2 separate regions of the Zea mays genome follow, and region 1 is linked to region 2. The links are chromatin contacts, called in public Hi-C maps. All regions are on one chromosome and are shown on one strand. The core of a region is the stretch at or near the end of the contact, and the rest is flanking DNA. Distances in the headings are between cores, read along the strand shown. Region 1 holds the start of LOC103647662 (serine/threonine-protein kinase/endoribonuclease IRE1). Region 2 holds the start of LOC100193690.

Region 1 (7,128 bases), core at 3,204-5,703, 140 kb after region 2:
GTTGCCGGAGTAACCTTAGATGGGACACCGGTCTTGTTCCTTCATAGCCTGAGGCAGCTAGCTAGGAGTAGGGTAATGATGTATCCCCTGTAGCGTAGTCGGTCCGAGGTTGAGGTCGGGCGAGGCGGAGACTTCTCTTGAGGCCGAGGCTGAGGCCGAGGCCTAGGGTCGGGCGAGGCGGAGACCTTCTCCCGAGGTCGAGGCCTAAGGTCGGGCGAGGCGGAGACCTTCTCCCGAGGCCGAGGCTGAGGCCGAGGCCTGAGGTCGGGCGAGGCGGAGCTCCCTGTTGCGCCCGAGGCTGAACTCGTGGAAGATCGTGACTCAGTTTTACCCTGGTGGTTGGCACAGCAGTCGGAACGGGGTGAATAGCGCTGTTTTCCCGTAAGATTGGTCAGTAAAGGGGCGAAGTGACTGCGGTCACTTCGACCTTGCCGACTGAGGCACGCGTGTCAGGATAAGGTGTCAGACGATCCCCGCATTAAATGCACATGCGATACGGTCGGTTGGTAGGGCGATCCGACCGAGGTCGCTGCACGACAAAGTCTGCCCAAGCTGGGCTTCAGACGAGCTGAGGGTGCGCTCACTGCCTGAGGAGGCCCTCGAGCGAGGCGTGAATCCACCCTGGACTACTGTTCCCGCCCGAGGCCGAGGCTGGGCTCGGATGAGGTCGCGTCCCTTGGTAGACGAGGCCCTAACTTGAACCGCGCTTTATCAGCTGTTTATGTTTTGTTCTGAAGATGTTTTCCAGCCGCGTTTAGGAGTGTTGGGGGTGCCCCTAATTACGGTACCCGACAACTTCAGTACCAGCAAGAGCTGCTGGAATGTATCCTCAAGCAAGATGGCTGCCATTATTAACTAATAAAGTGCCAGCATTCACTAAAGATGTCTATTTTCCAAGACGACTCCATCCATAAGCTGAATCCCAGCATGAAAACCAGAACAAAGAACAGTTATTGGCAAAATGCTGTAGAAACTCAAACCCCCTCACTTGGATAGATCCATGTCTTGACAGCCTCGTGGTCCAGGGAGACAGCGTAGAGACCATACTCAATCTCCATACTGGGCCGACGAGAGCATGCCTTGCCATGGAGATAGTTGGAGAGCACCATGGTTCGCCGCCTCATGTGGGAATGGAGAGTGGGAACACGAACCGGGAGAGACCTTGCCCATGTGAAGGTAGGCGGTGGCACGATTGGTGAGGAAGGCGATGTCATTAGGGTCAAGGAGCGCGCCGAGGGTAGGGCTGGACATTCGATTTTTTTTTTAGAATTTCGGTTCGGTTTTTCGGTTTTAAAAAACTTCGATTTTCCAAATATTAGAAACCGATCGGTTTTCTAGAAAATGAAAACCGATAAGTTCGGTTTCGGTTTTTTACTTCGGTTTTTTGGTAAAAACCGAATACCAAACTTATACTTAAGAAGGCTACAAGACAACACATTACACATAATTTTAAAAAGTAAAAATTATATAGGTATAAACATTTCAAGATATATCATACATCACATACAAATAAGTGAATAACAATTTGATTGCACTACACATTTAGTTTACATAATCAAATAGTCAAAATTTTGAATTCATAAAGTTTGGTATTCGTTTTTTTTGGTATTTTGGTTCGGTATACGGTGAAAACATATTACGATACCGAATACCGAAATTCTCAGATCTAAAAACCGAAACCGAACCGAATTACCAAAAAAACCGAAATTTCGGTTCGGTACGATTCGGTTCAGTTTTCGGTTTACGGTAAAAAATGCCCACCCCTAGCCGAGGGTCTCGCAGCAGATGTGGCGTAGAGGGAGCAGGCGAGCGCGATAGCGCCGGGGGAGAGAGAGCCCGCCGCGCCACCGACGTGAGACCCGTTCTCCAGAGCCGGGACTGGGAGGCCGGCGAGGTGGACAGGGCCGACTGCGTCATGGAGGCTGGTGGCAGCGTGTGCGAGCCTGAGCTTGGCAGTGGCCGCCTGCGCCGCCATGTTGCCCTCCACGTTGGTGACGAGGAGGCACGGCTCCGAGTCAGAGAGGTAGAACTCGAACTCCTCCTGCATGTAGCCGGGTTGAACGGCGCCGCCACGCCGCGCGCGCGGATCACCGCCACGAACATGACCACCAACTGTGTACATACAGACCGCGTTCGCACGCGTGTCAGGTCCCGACTCCTGCTACTCTGGGGCTCTGTGTCGCGCAGGCAGGAACATGACCGATCGAATTCGAAAGGAGACGAACCTCGACGGTGTTGGGGAAGGAGAACGCGACGACGTGGCCCGGGAGAAATCCGGCGTCGGCGGCGAGTTGTGCGGCCGCCGCGTCGATGAGAGCGTCGAGGGCGACGTGCGTGAGCTCCAGCCTGCCCGGTACGACAACTACACGACGGGTCGGGAAGGCGGCCGCCGCCTCCTTGAGCAGCGCCGTCAGCGTGGTGGCCTCCATCGTCGCCATGGCCATGTGGGGAATCGGGGTGAGCAGAGCGGAGATGGGCTGTTGCGTGGTGTCCTTCCATAGATGGAGCGAGGAGGAGGAGGAGGTGGCGGAATCGGCGGATGCAGACGCAGTGAGGGGGAGAGGAGGAGGTGGTGGCGGCGGAATCGGCGGATGCGAGATCTCGGGGCGTGGGGGGGTTTCGCGGCGGCTGGGCGTGCTGTGCGGGAGGCAGTTGCGTGTGCAGGTAGGGAGCGGGGGCAGTCTACACTGCCCCCTTAATAGTTAGTACAGATAGTGACGATGGAGGCTTTATGAGTTTGTTCGGTCTCTATTTTTGTTTTCTTTTCATACTGAAACAAAACAATCACGCAAAAAAAGCAACAATTGTGAATGATTCTTATTACTAGACACTAGTCATGACAAATGTAATGTTTATTTGCCAATTTTTGTCCCGTGATTTTTTTTCATCAGTGCCATACTCATATATGCTAGAATTTGTTTATTTTTATATGATCATACTTGATTTTTGATTGACGAGTAGTATACATTTGAGGAAATGACCTAACGTATCTCCAGTATATTGTGGCAGCATGCAAATCAAAGCTTCTAACGGATTGTTTGCTTAGTTTAGTTAGGAGACTAAAGTTTAGTCTCTATTATGTTTGATTCTTAGGATTAAAAGTTTCTAGAACGTGTTAAATGAATCATAAGACGACTAAAATCCATCGCAGCGGCTCGACTTGCTTTCTCGAGAAAAAGAGAAAAAGAACCTAAGCGAATTTCCTTATCTTATTTGGAGGATTAGCCATGGCCTTCCTCAGATTATGGGGCTCCTAGTTTCCTGATCTTGTAAATTTCTTCCTCGCTCAAGTTAAGGTTCCCACGACAATGAATACTTTGACCCATTATCATTTTCTTGCTATTATTGTAACTGAAATAAACAAGGGACATAAGATGAAATTAATATGGTTTAATCTCTTTTAGTCACTCACTGTTTTAGTCCTATCGTTTAGTAATTTAGAGACTAAATGAGATTATAATGGAGGCACTAATATTTAGTCCGGGCCTAAGGTTATTTATTTTTATATTAGATCAGCAACAAAACATATTTGCATTTATTGAATGTAAGTTTATTTTGAACCATCGTTATAATAAAAGCCATATCTACCTCTATTATTCTAGTTTTTTTTGAAATTCTCATGCTTCTTTTGTAGGGATTTAAGCGTATCTCTTAACTCAATACACGAATTAACGTCTGTTCAAGATACTCTAAAGAGTGTTTGAATGCATTAGAGCTAATAATTAGTAGCTAAAATTAGTTGAGACATTTAAACACACTAACTAATAATTCAACTATTATCTATTTTTGGTAAATTAGTTAATAGTTAGGTAGTTATTTTCTAGATAGCTAATTATATAAATAATTTTTAGCCAACTAACTATTAGTTATAGTGCATTTAAACAATTCAACGCAAGCCAAGGCAAATCCCGGCCCGGCGCCTGCCGCCGCTGTAGGGATGGCAATCGGGTGGGTAGTACACGGATATATAGTTCGCGAATCCATACCCGCGAGTCAAAACTCAACCCATATCCGTACCCATAAACGTTCGTGGGTATGGATCTGTATCCATACCCGTACCCGCCGGTTATCCGCTATCCAGTGGATACCCGTTACCCGCCCGCCCACTACAATTTTAGCATTAAACACCAAACAACAATTTTATTACATTTTAAAATAATTATCATTCCAATTGCATTAAATGATAATTTCAGCACCAAACAACATGTTATAGATAAAAATTGAAAATAAGAAATTATGATAATATATAAATCCGGATGGCCCACATGTTAGATATTCATTGGGTAACGGTAACGGGTATGGATACTGGATATCCATACCCGCGAAAAAAATATCTGCGGATACCTTATTATATCTATAACCGTACCCGCGGATATCAAATTCCACCATACCCATATCCAATGGATAATTATCCACGGTTATTTACCCATACCCGTACCCATTGCCATCCCTACGCCGCTGCAGCCATTTTCCTCTTGTTCCCAAACCGATAGCTTTGACTCACAACAGCAAAGCTGAATAACAGATCACTCCCGTCTCCCATCCCCTTCCTCTCCTAGCAATCCTCTGCCGGAGTCCAAGCTCCAATCAGATCCGGACCCACCCCTCCCCCTCCGAAGAAGCCCTAGGCATGCCCCGCAGCCGATGAGGTCGCTCCGCCGGGTCCTCATCCCGCTCGTCCTCCTCGCAGGACTCGTCTTCCGCGTGGACGACGGCGGCGGCGCGTTCCTCCCGCCCCCGCCCCCCGCGCTCCCCGCTCCCCCGCCCCGCCTCGCACTTAACGGAGAAGCGGCTCCGGAGGATGATGGGGCGGCGGTTTCCCGCTCCACGGAGATCGTCGCGGCGGAGGCGCGCTCCACCGAGTTCGTCGCCCCAGCGAGGCCCAAGAAGCAGAGCTTCCGGGAGCTCCTTGTCCGGCCGCAGCCTGCGCGCCACGAGCCGGCTAGTTTGGTTACCGACGAGGCGAAAGCCGAATCCAGGTGAGCCTCGCTGTCTCCCTTCCCCGTTCCCGTTGCGGGGGCGTCGTTTGTGCGCGGCTGCTTCTTCTTGTCTGAATTGGCTTCTATGCGCTCGAGTGTTGGAAACCTTAGTCAGAGCGAAATGTAGCTACGAGCTAATAGCATAAGGTTTCTTGTACTGCAGGGGCTTTCTTGGTCTTATCTCCATAATAAAAGCATTTTGGGCCATATTCTTGTTTTGTGTTGATCTGGAGCACGGAAGGAGGAGCCTTTGCTGATTAGGTTTCTTATAATGTGGCCACTGGTTGGGCATGATACTTCCTGTGCTACCGAGGGCTACTCACTCATGCTTAGCACATTCTTGGGGGTTGGGGCATCTGGAAGTGGCATACCAGTTATGCACCTTATGGTTTGTTGGTATTTCTGATCGAATGACTTTTGGTTCTCTTTGTCAACAGCTCTGTGCTTCAGTTTTGGGATAATGGCACAATTCAGCTTGTGGACAAACTGTCGCAATCTCCTCTGTGGGAGATCACCACAGGGCCTCCACTATCAGACCAGATTAATACCGCTGAGTCTGGTCTGAATTACCTCATTTATCCTTTCAATGAGAACAAGAACATGAATGGTACTGAACTTTGGGAGGTTTATAATGGGAACACCGTGGTATGATTTCTTAGGCACAGTGCTTCTCTGAAACCTTGTGCAGATATTTGTTTTTCACCCTTGTCTCTATATTCCTGCAGAGGCTCCCATGGAAATTGGAGGAATTCGTTGCCAGAAGCCCATACATTCGGGATTCTGTTGTTACTATTGGATCAAAAGTTTCAACCGTTTTTGTTGTTGATTCTGATAGTGGTGAGATTATTTACAGGCACAGTATTCCAGCTGTGTTAAATGAATTGGAAGGACCAGGGATTGAAGGAACACCATCCAAGCTAAATGCCCGTACTAATTATGACAGCGATAATATCATGGTGCTTGTGAGAAATGACTATTCTCTTAGTGCATCAGATCTTGGCAAGCATTTATTTAACTGGACAAGAACTTCTTTCTCTGTGAAATACAACCACCCTGACATTCCATGCATCAGAAGTGAGGGTTTGCCACTTGCTTTACCTGATTCACGTTCAGCTAATGTAATTGTCTTGAAAGAAGGTACCCCTTTTATTTCCATCCATGGTTCTGATGCCCTGGAACCAGTTCAAACCCCAAGGAAGCTACCAAACACTGCTGGGAAGTCAGATATCGTATTGGATGATTCTCAAAATCAAACGTATGATGGTGCTCGATCTCATGTCATCTCTGCTGATTCTGAAGCTACCGAAACCCCCACTAGGAACACTTATGTATGGTTATTTTCTTTTTTCCCCATATTTTTGGTCATTGGTTATCTGTTGAGCTTGACCTCTGCAAGCAAGTCTTGCAGGCAATTTGTGATTCAGCTTATTAAGCCATTCACGCGCGACAAGAAATCGGTGGACATTAGAGGCAGGTCAGAGGGATCTCCTAAAAGAAGAAAAACACGGAAGAAGGATGGACTTGTCAATAGCCCTGAGACCTTGACAGCATCTGACAAGGAGTGCAGTGAAACTGGTGGGTCAACTGAGGCACCAATGGAAAATTCTGCACTAAAAGATGCCCTTGGTGGTCGTCACATTGGTAAACTATATGTCTCCAATAAAGAAATTGGTAGAGGGAGCAATGGCACAGTTGTTTTTGAAGGATCGTATGATGGTCGTCAAGTTGCTGTTAAACGTCTGCTGCGTTCCCACAATGACATAGCTGAAAAGGAGACTCAGAATCTTATTATATCTGATCATGATCCAAATATTGTTAGACTATATGGTTGTGACTATGACAGCGATTTTGTTTATATCTCCCTTGAGAGGTGTCACTGCAGTTTGGCTGATCTAATTCAAAAACACTCATATCTGTCTTCTGGAGAGTCTGTTTCTAACAATGAGGCCAGTTTCAGCATCAAGTCAAAGATTTCAAATGTTAAGGGAATGGATGTGGAATTGTGGACACATGATGGGCTTCCTTCAGCACAACTCCTGAAGCTGATGAGGTACATGAATGATCTCATATGTTTTCTGCTGGTGATGCTTATGTTTTCACTTTTCAGCACCATTCCCTTTTCCATGTATAATTTCTATATTTTTTCCAT
Region 2 (6,847 bases), core at 3,278-5,777:
CCTTAGCCTGTTGACACACAACACACTGTTTCACAAAATTGGTCACATCCCCTTTCAACCCCTTCCAATAAAAGGCTCTTTTGACTCGTTGGTAAGTGGCCATCATTCCAGAGTGACCACCTAAGGCACTGTCATGTAGAACAGCTATCAACTTTGTCCTGAGAGCTGAATTGTGCCCCACCCAAATCTGATCTTCTCTTCTGATTAAGCCCTGGTGTAAAGACAATCCTTGCTCATCAGGACTATACACAGCTAAAGAAGTAAGCAACTGCTGGGAAATAGGGTCAGTCCTGTAAGAATTAAGCATTTCCTGCAACCATAAAGGCTTCACCTCACTGACACCTTGCATAGCCAACACATGACCCACCCTGGACAGTGCATCAGCAGCTAGATTCTCCTTGCCTTGCCTGTACACAATATGAAACTGAAGACCCATCAATTTAGACATAGCTTTTCTCTGTAAATCTGAATGCAATAGTTGACCTTCCAAAAAACACAAGCCCTTGTGATCAGTCTTAATTGTAAACTCCTTGTGTTGCAAATAAGGTCTCCATCTCTCCACATCCATAATAAGTGCCAAAAACTCCTCATAAATGAATAAGTGTTTATTCTTCTTAGCTAAAGCTTTACTCAAGAAAGCAATAGATTGATCTTTCTGCATCAAGACTGCTCCTAATCCAATATCACTAGCATCAGTCTCAACAGTAAAGGATTCCTCAAAACTAGGAAGTGCCAACACAGGGGTACTACTCATGGCTTGCTTCAAAGTCTCAAAAGCAGTTGTAGCATCTGAATTCCACTGAAACTGCTTCTTTTTTAGCAATGAAGTCAAAGGTTTGGCAATTATTCCATAATGTCGCACAAATTTTCTATAGTACCCAGTTAAGCCCAGAAAAGCTCTTACTTCTGTAACAGAAGTAGGAAAAGGCCACTGCAACATAGCAGAAGTCTTGCTGGGATCTGTAGCCACACCTTCTGCAGATATAATATGTCCCAAATACACCAGCTTCCTTTGAACAAAGTTGCATTTGGACTTCTTTATATAAAACTGATGTGTCCTGAGAGTAGATAAGATCTGTCTCAAATGCAACAAGTGCAACTCCAAGGAGGGACTATAGATCAAAATGTCATCAATAAACACCAAAGCAAACTTCCTTAAGAAAGGAGCCAAAATAGAGTTCATGGCACATTGGAAGGTTGCTGGCGCATTAGTCAACCCAAATGGCATAACCTTGAACTGATAATGCCCACTATGAGTTTTGAAAGTTGTCTTATACTTTTCCCCATCCTTCATTCTCACTTGGTGATACCCAGCCTTTAGGTCCAAGCTAGTGAAAATTGAGTACCACACAACTCATCTAGGATCTCATCCACTAGGGGCATAGGAAATCTATTTTTAATAGTCAAATCATTCAACTTACGATAATCCACATAAAATCTTCAGGTGCCATCCTTTTTCTTAACCAACAACACAGGTGAAGCAAAAGGGCTGGCACTGGGTTCGATCAGTCCAGCAGCTAATAACTCCTCCACTTGCCTTTCAATCTCAGACTTATGGAATGGAGAGTATTTGTAGGGCTTAGAATTTACAGGCACAGCCCCAGGCACTAAAGGGATCACATGATCAAACACCCTTGCTGGAGGTAAAGTCTTGGGATCTGCAAAAACATCACTGAATTCTGCTAAGACAGCTGTCAAGGCCTCAGGCTGATCAGAAATTGGAGGTATAGCAGACTCCTCAGCACAGAAATCTACAACTGCAAGAGCCCACACCTCATTCCCCTTAAACCACTTTCTAAACTGTATAGCAGATAATTCAATCACTGGGGAAGGTTCAGCAGCAACCACCCCTTGTAAAGTAACCACTTCATTCTTATGCCAAAATTGTAAGGTTTTCTGGTCCCAACCACAAGTCATAGGGCTATGACTTTTGAGCCAATCAAATCCCAATATGGCATCATAAGATCCCAGATCTAACACCATCATATCAGTGTGGAATGTATGTCCATCACACCACCACTCCACAGCAGGAACCACCAACTGACTGACCAATTCTGCCCAATTGGCCACCTTCACCTTGACAGGAGAACAGGAAATAGTGGTCATGCCAACTTGCTGCACAAAAGAATAATTGATGAATGTGGCAGAACTCCCAGAATCCACCAACAACATAGAGACTTGATTCTTCACAAAAGCCCGCAATCTGATACTCTCAACCCCTTCAGTACCAGAAACAGCATGTACAGACAGGTTACACAATCCTTCGACCACTTGATCTTCATGTCCCAAATGTCGCAACACCTCATCACTCAATTCCAATGACATATCCTCAGCTGTCAACACCTGAAGTTGAGCCTGATTCCTCTTAGTGCATTTAGCCGCATGGCCTACTTCATACTTTTCTCCACAAGTGAAACAAAGACCATGTAATCTCCTATAATCTCGTAGTTGCCTCTCTTTGGAGAAATCCAATCCACCAGCCCCATTCTTGGCATCAGGCTTCCCTTGGCGTAATGGATAAGGTTGCTTTTGGGGTTTAAACTTGCTCATCTCTAGCACATCCTGATGAAGTTGGGCCAACAACACCGCCCTATTCACTGTCGTGGGAACCTGGCACAATACTGACCCCTGAATCTCAGGCTTGAGACCCTTCACAAATTGTTGTACAAAGAATATCTCATCTAGTGTAGGATTATGCATAGCAGCGGAATATCTCAGATCATAAAAAACAGCCACATAATCCTCCACCGATCCTTCTTGCTTCACATGAAGTAGATCATACATGGCTTTGGGATATTAATATAATCCAAATGCCTCCACAACAGCAGTTGTAAATTTCTGCCAGTTTCCCAAAGTATGTTGCAACTTATACACCTGTAACCACTTAGCCGCTTTTCCCTCCATATGCATAGAAGCAGCCATAGCCCAGATAGTATGAGGAACATGAAAAATGGTGAAATAATCCTTGTTCAACCATATTGATGGATTTTTTCCCTGAAACTTGGGAAAAGATAGTTTCATCAATGAAGCTTGCCCTCCTATGTCCTGATCCTGATGAGGAAACCCAGGTGCAGTATCACGATGAAACCTTGGATGCCCACGCATATGGCCCCCTGGACGCGGTCCCCGTGGCGAAATAAGAGGTGCCCCTGAATGATCAGAAGAAGGTTCAGGAACAGGCTCACCAAAACGATCCATCTCCTCAGCCATGCGCTCCAAGGTCAATGCTGCAACCCTCTTCCCAGTCTCTTCAATTTGTCGAGTCATCATGTCTCGATCCTTCGTTGCTTGTTCCGCCATGGATGTCGACAGTGCTTGTTGTCCCACCAGCTGTGTTTGAATCTTCTCAACCGCCCTGAGACGCTGATTGATGGCTTGCAACGTCTCCATCTGTGTCCAATGATCTTCCGCGGCCCGAGACAACTCAGCCATGGCGTCTAACACAAATCGTGTCTACGCCGATGGAAGAAGAGGTGGAGCCGTGATGACGTGACGAAGAACCGCCCGTCGAAGATGATGAAGACGTACTCATGACCGAAGACGTCGGAGCTGTCGTGGATCGCTGAATCCGATACCAAGTGTAGCACCCCCTTGGCCACCGACGCGCCTAGATGTCATGGTGTGAGGCCTGCTGCTCGGTTGCCGGAGATAAGGGTGAAGAACAATCTCAAACAGAGATAAGTGGTGTCCAGTCTTATTTCATTTCATATCTTTGAATGCTTACAACTCTAGTACTTATACCCTAGGCCTGTGGCCAAACGAGTCTGTTACAAGCCAGCTGGCTTAACAACCTGCCAGCTAAGCTAATCCCTTTCAAATCACTAGATGAATTACTACATTCTTCACCTTAAGCACTGATAGCCGTCACACTAAATGAACTATGTCCCACAAATGACGGAGTTGCTTCACAAGTCAAATACATTTTCACAGTTGCACAATAGTACAGGGATGAACAGAGAATACCACCAGCAAGGCGTACGTGCATCATAATTCTAGTACCTAGTGTACATGCCTGGGATCCACAAATGACAAGCATAGCTTAACTAACCCTAGAATCCATCCAAAGGAGCCACGGTGATAAATGTGCAGATGATAGGAATCACTATAGTTTAGTATACGAAACTTTGGACGGAAATAAAATCTTTTAGGCTCTATAAGCTTATTGCAGATGTCTCACGCTGTAGTACTGAACACAGATCTTAACAGAAAGGGGAGAGGGGGTGTGACTTGTGAGGGCGTCGGCGCTTACGAGTATGTGGAAGGCGGCGATCACGGCGGCAGCACCTGCCGCGGCTGCTCCCCCGGCGAGGAGCATGGGGCCCCATGCGTAGACGACGACGGCGTAGTAGGACACGGCGACGATGGCGGCGACGAGCGCCACCATGAGGTAGCCCAGCCCGCGCAGCCCCGAGCAGGCGCGGAACGGGTTCACGTGCCGGCAGCAGTCCATCTCCTCCCGCGAGGCGGGGCTAGCCTCGAGGAGGGGGCAAAGGCAACGCAGCGGCGGACCGGACGGTGCGTGTCGGTGGCGGCGCGCGCTGGCTGGTTGTTGGCTGTTGGACTGTTGCTTGCTGGGCTTGGTGCGTCGCTGACTAGGCGGACCCAGCGGCGAGTGACAGTTTCTTGATGCCCGAGAGAAAACATAAAGAGTGAAGTACATCATCATAGGTCCTAAACTTGTTCCACGGTGTGATTCATGTCCCCAAACTGTCAAAACAAATTTTTAGATCCCAAGACTTATTCGGTCGTATCATTTAGATCCCAAACTCTTGAAACGAATGTTTAGGTCCCTAAACTTGTTCTAAGACACTGTATATGTAAACAGATCTAATCTCGCAGCATGTGCCTTTGTGGCGCTACTAATGTGAATAACCTATGATGTTACGCATTTTACAGAGACTAGAAATTTTGTTGGCACCAAGTTTTTTTAGCGATTTGACTCTTGAATTGTATTTTTTTACAAAATTTTTAAGGTAAATATAAGTATGAGTGTGGCACTAAAACCAATTTGACAAAGTTTATATCCGATTTTTTAAACAAATTCGAATTTTATACAACAATGGAAAATATGAAAAATGTACCCTCAGATAATATATTTTATACCATGTTATCATGCCATAAACTTATACTAGAATTGTATTTGAAGGATTATACTAGAATTACAAAACAAATACAAACCACCTCTTAGTTATAAATATGACTACAAAAATTCACATTATCAAACTTATAGTTATATTTATAACTAACATGCTTCTTCATATTTGTTTTGTGGTTCTCGTATAATCCTTCACATACAATTATGGTATAAATTGATGTTATGATAATGTGGTATAAACTATGTGATCAGAGAGGAGTATATTCTCCATATTTTCCCATTCATGTATAAACTTCAAATTTGTTTCAAGAACTAGGTATAAACTGTCAAATTAGTTTTGGTGTGGTTTTGATGACACACTCATGCTTATATTTACGTTAAAAATGTAAAATAATTCGAGAGTCAAATTGCAAAAAAAACTTTGTGCCAAAAAAAATTCTAGTCCCTATAAGATAGGTTACATCATCGGTTATCCACGTCAACAGCGACACGTAGGCTCATACTTCGAGATTGGACCTGTTTGGATCTGTAGTGTGCCCTGGAACAAGTTTAGGGACCTAAAAATTCGTTTTGAGAGTTTGGGACCTAGCTAATACGACCAAACACGTTTAAGGACCTAAAATCATTTTGAGAGTTTAGGGACCTGTATGTGAAAGAGAAATATGCTAGATAGTCATTTTTATTTATATTAGTGATTAAGTGTCCAACACATCATATATAGGCTAACTAGTTTAATGAGTATGAACACATGTCCACCTGATGCCAATTTGAAGGTTTCAAGTCCAAAAGAGCTAAAACAGGGGCCTAAAATGCAACTTAAAGTAAAATGGTAACTATCTGATGTTTGCACCCTTAAACATGTTATATATGTGAAAGTCGCCTAGAGGGGGTGAATAGGCAAATCTGAAATTTATAAACTTTAAGCACAACTACAAGCTGGGGTTAGCGTTAGAAATAAAGTTGAGTCCGAAAGAGAGGGTGAAAACAAATCAACCAAAGAAATAGAGCGGATGACACGGTGATTTGTTTTACGAGGTTCGGTTCTTGCAAACCTACTCCTCATTGAGGTGGTCACAAAGACCGGGTCTCTTTCAACCCTTTCCCTCTCTCAAACGGTCACCTAAACCGAGTGAGCTTTTCTCCTCAATCAAATGGGTCACTTAGGGCTTGTTTGGTTTGTGGCTAAATGTGCCACACTTTGCCTAAGGTTAGTCATTCGAATTGAATAACTAACTTTAGGCAGAAAAGTTAGGCAAAGTGTGGCAATTGAGGTAGTGAACCAAACATGCCCTTAGACCCCGCAAGGACCACCACACAATTGGTGTCTCTTGCTTTGATTACAAGTGTCCTGGGAACAAGAATGGGGAAGAAGAAAAGCGATCCAAGCGACAAGAACTCAAATGAACACGAAAATCTCTCTCTCACTAGTCACTAAGTGTTTGGAGTGATTTTGGACTTGGGAGAGGATTTGATCTCTTGTTTGTGTCTTAGAGTGAAGTCTAGAGCTCTTGTATTGAATGCACTATACTGAAAACTTGGATGCCTTGAATAGAGGTGGTTGGGGGGTATTTATAGCCCCAACCACCAAAACAACCGTTGGGGAGGGCTGCTGTCGATGGGCGCACCGGACAGTCGGTGCGCCACCGGACACTGTTCGATGCGCCAGCCACGTCACCCAACCGTTAGGGTTCTGACGGTTTCGACCGTTTGAGCTCTGACAGCCTGGGCCACCGGACAGTCCGGTGCGCCTTA

What was found. A called contact is a pair of places that touch in the nucleus more often than the background predicts.
Region 1: a Hi-C map of bundle sheath shows a contact between it and region 2, with 3 times the contacts expected there. The contact joins the promoter of LOC103647662 here to the promoter of LOC100193690 in region 2. A contact is called at or near these places in 5 of 25 Hi-C or Micro-C datasets (bundle sheath, ear, leaf and 1 more).

What each region holds. Positions count from the first base shown.
Region 1 is chr2:205,421,927-205,429,054 of Zm-B73-REFERENCE-NAM-5.0, forward strand. It overlaps LOC103647662 (serine/threonine-protein kinase/endoribonuclease IRE1), which reads left to right and starts at 4,454. Exons shown (of 7, transcript XM_020548555.3): 1 at 4,454-4,979; 2 at 5,143-5,624; 3 at 5,705-7,029. The coding sequence starts at 5,580.
Region 2 is chr2:205,279,872-205,286,718 of Zm-B73-REFERENCE-NAM-5.0, forward strand. LOC100193690 reads right to left here and starts at 4,528. Exons shown (of 7, transcript NM_001367035.1): 1 at 4,250-4,528. The coding sequence starts at 4,450.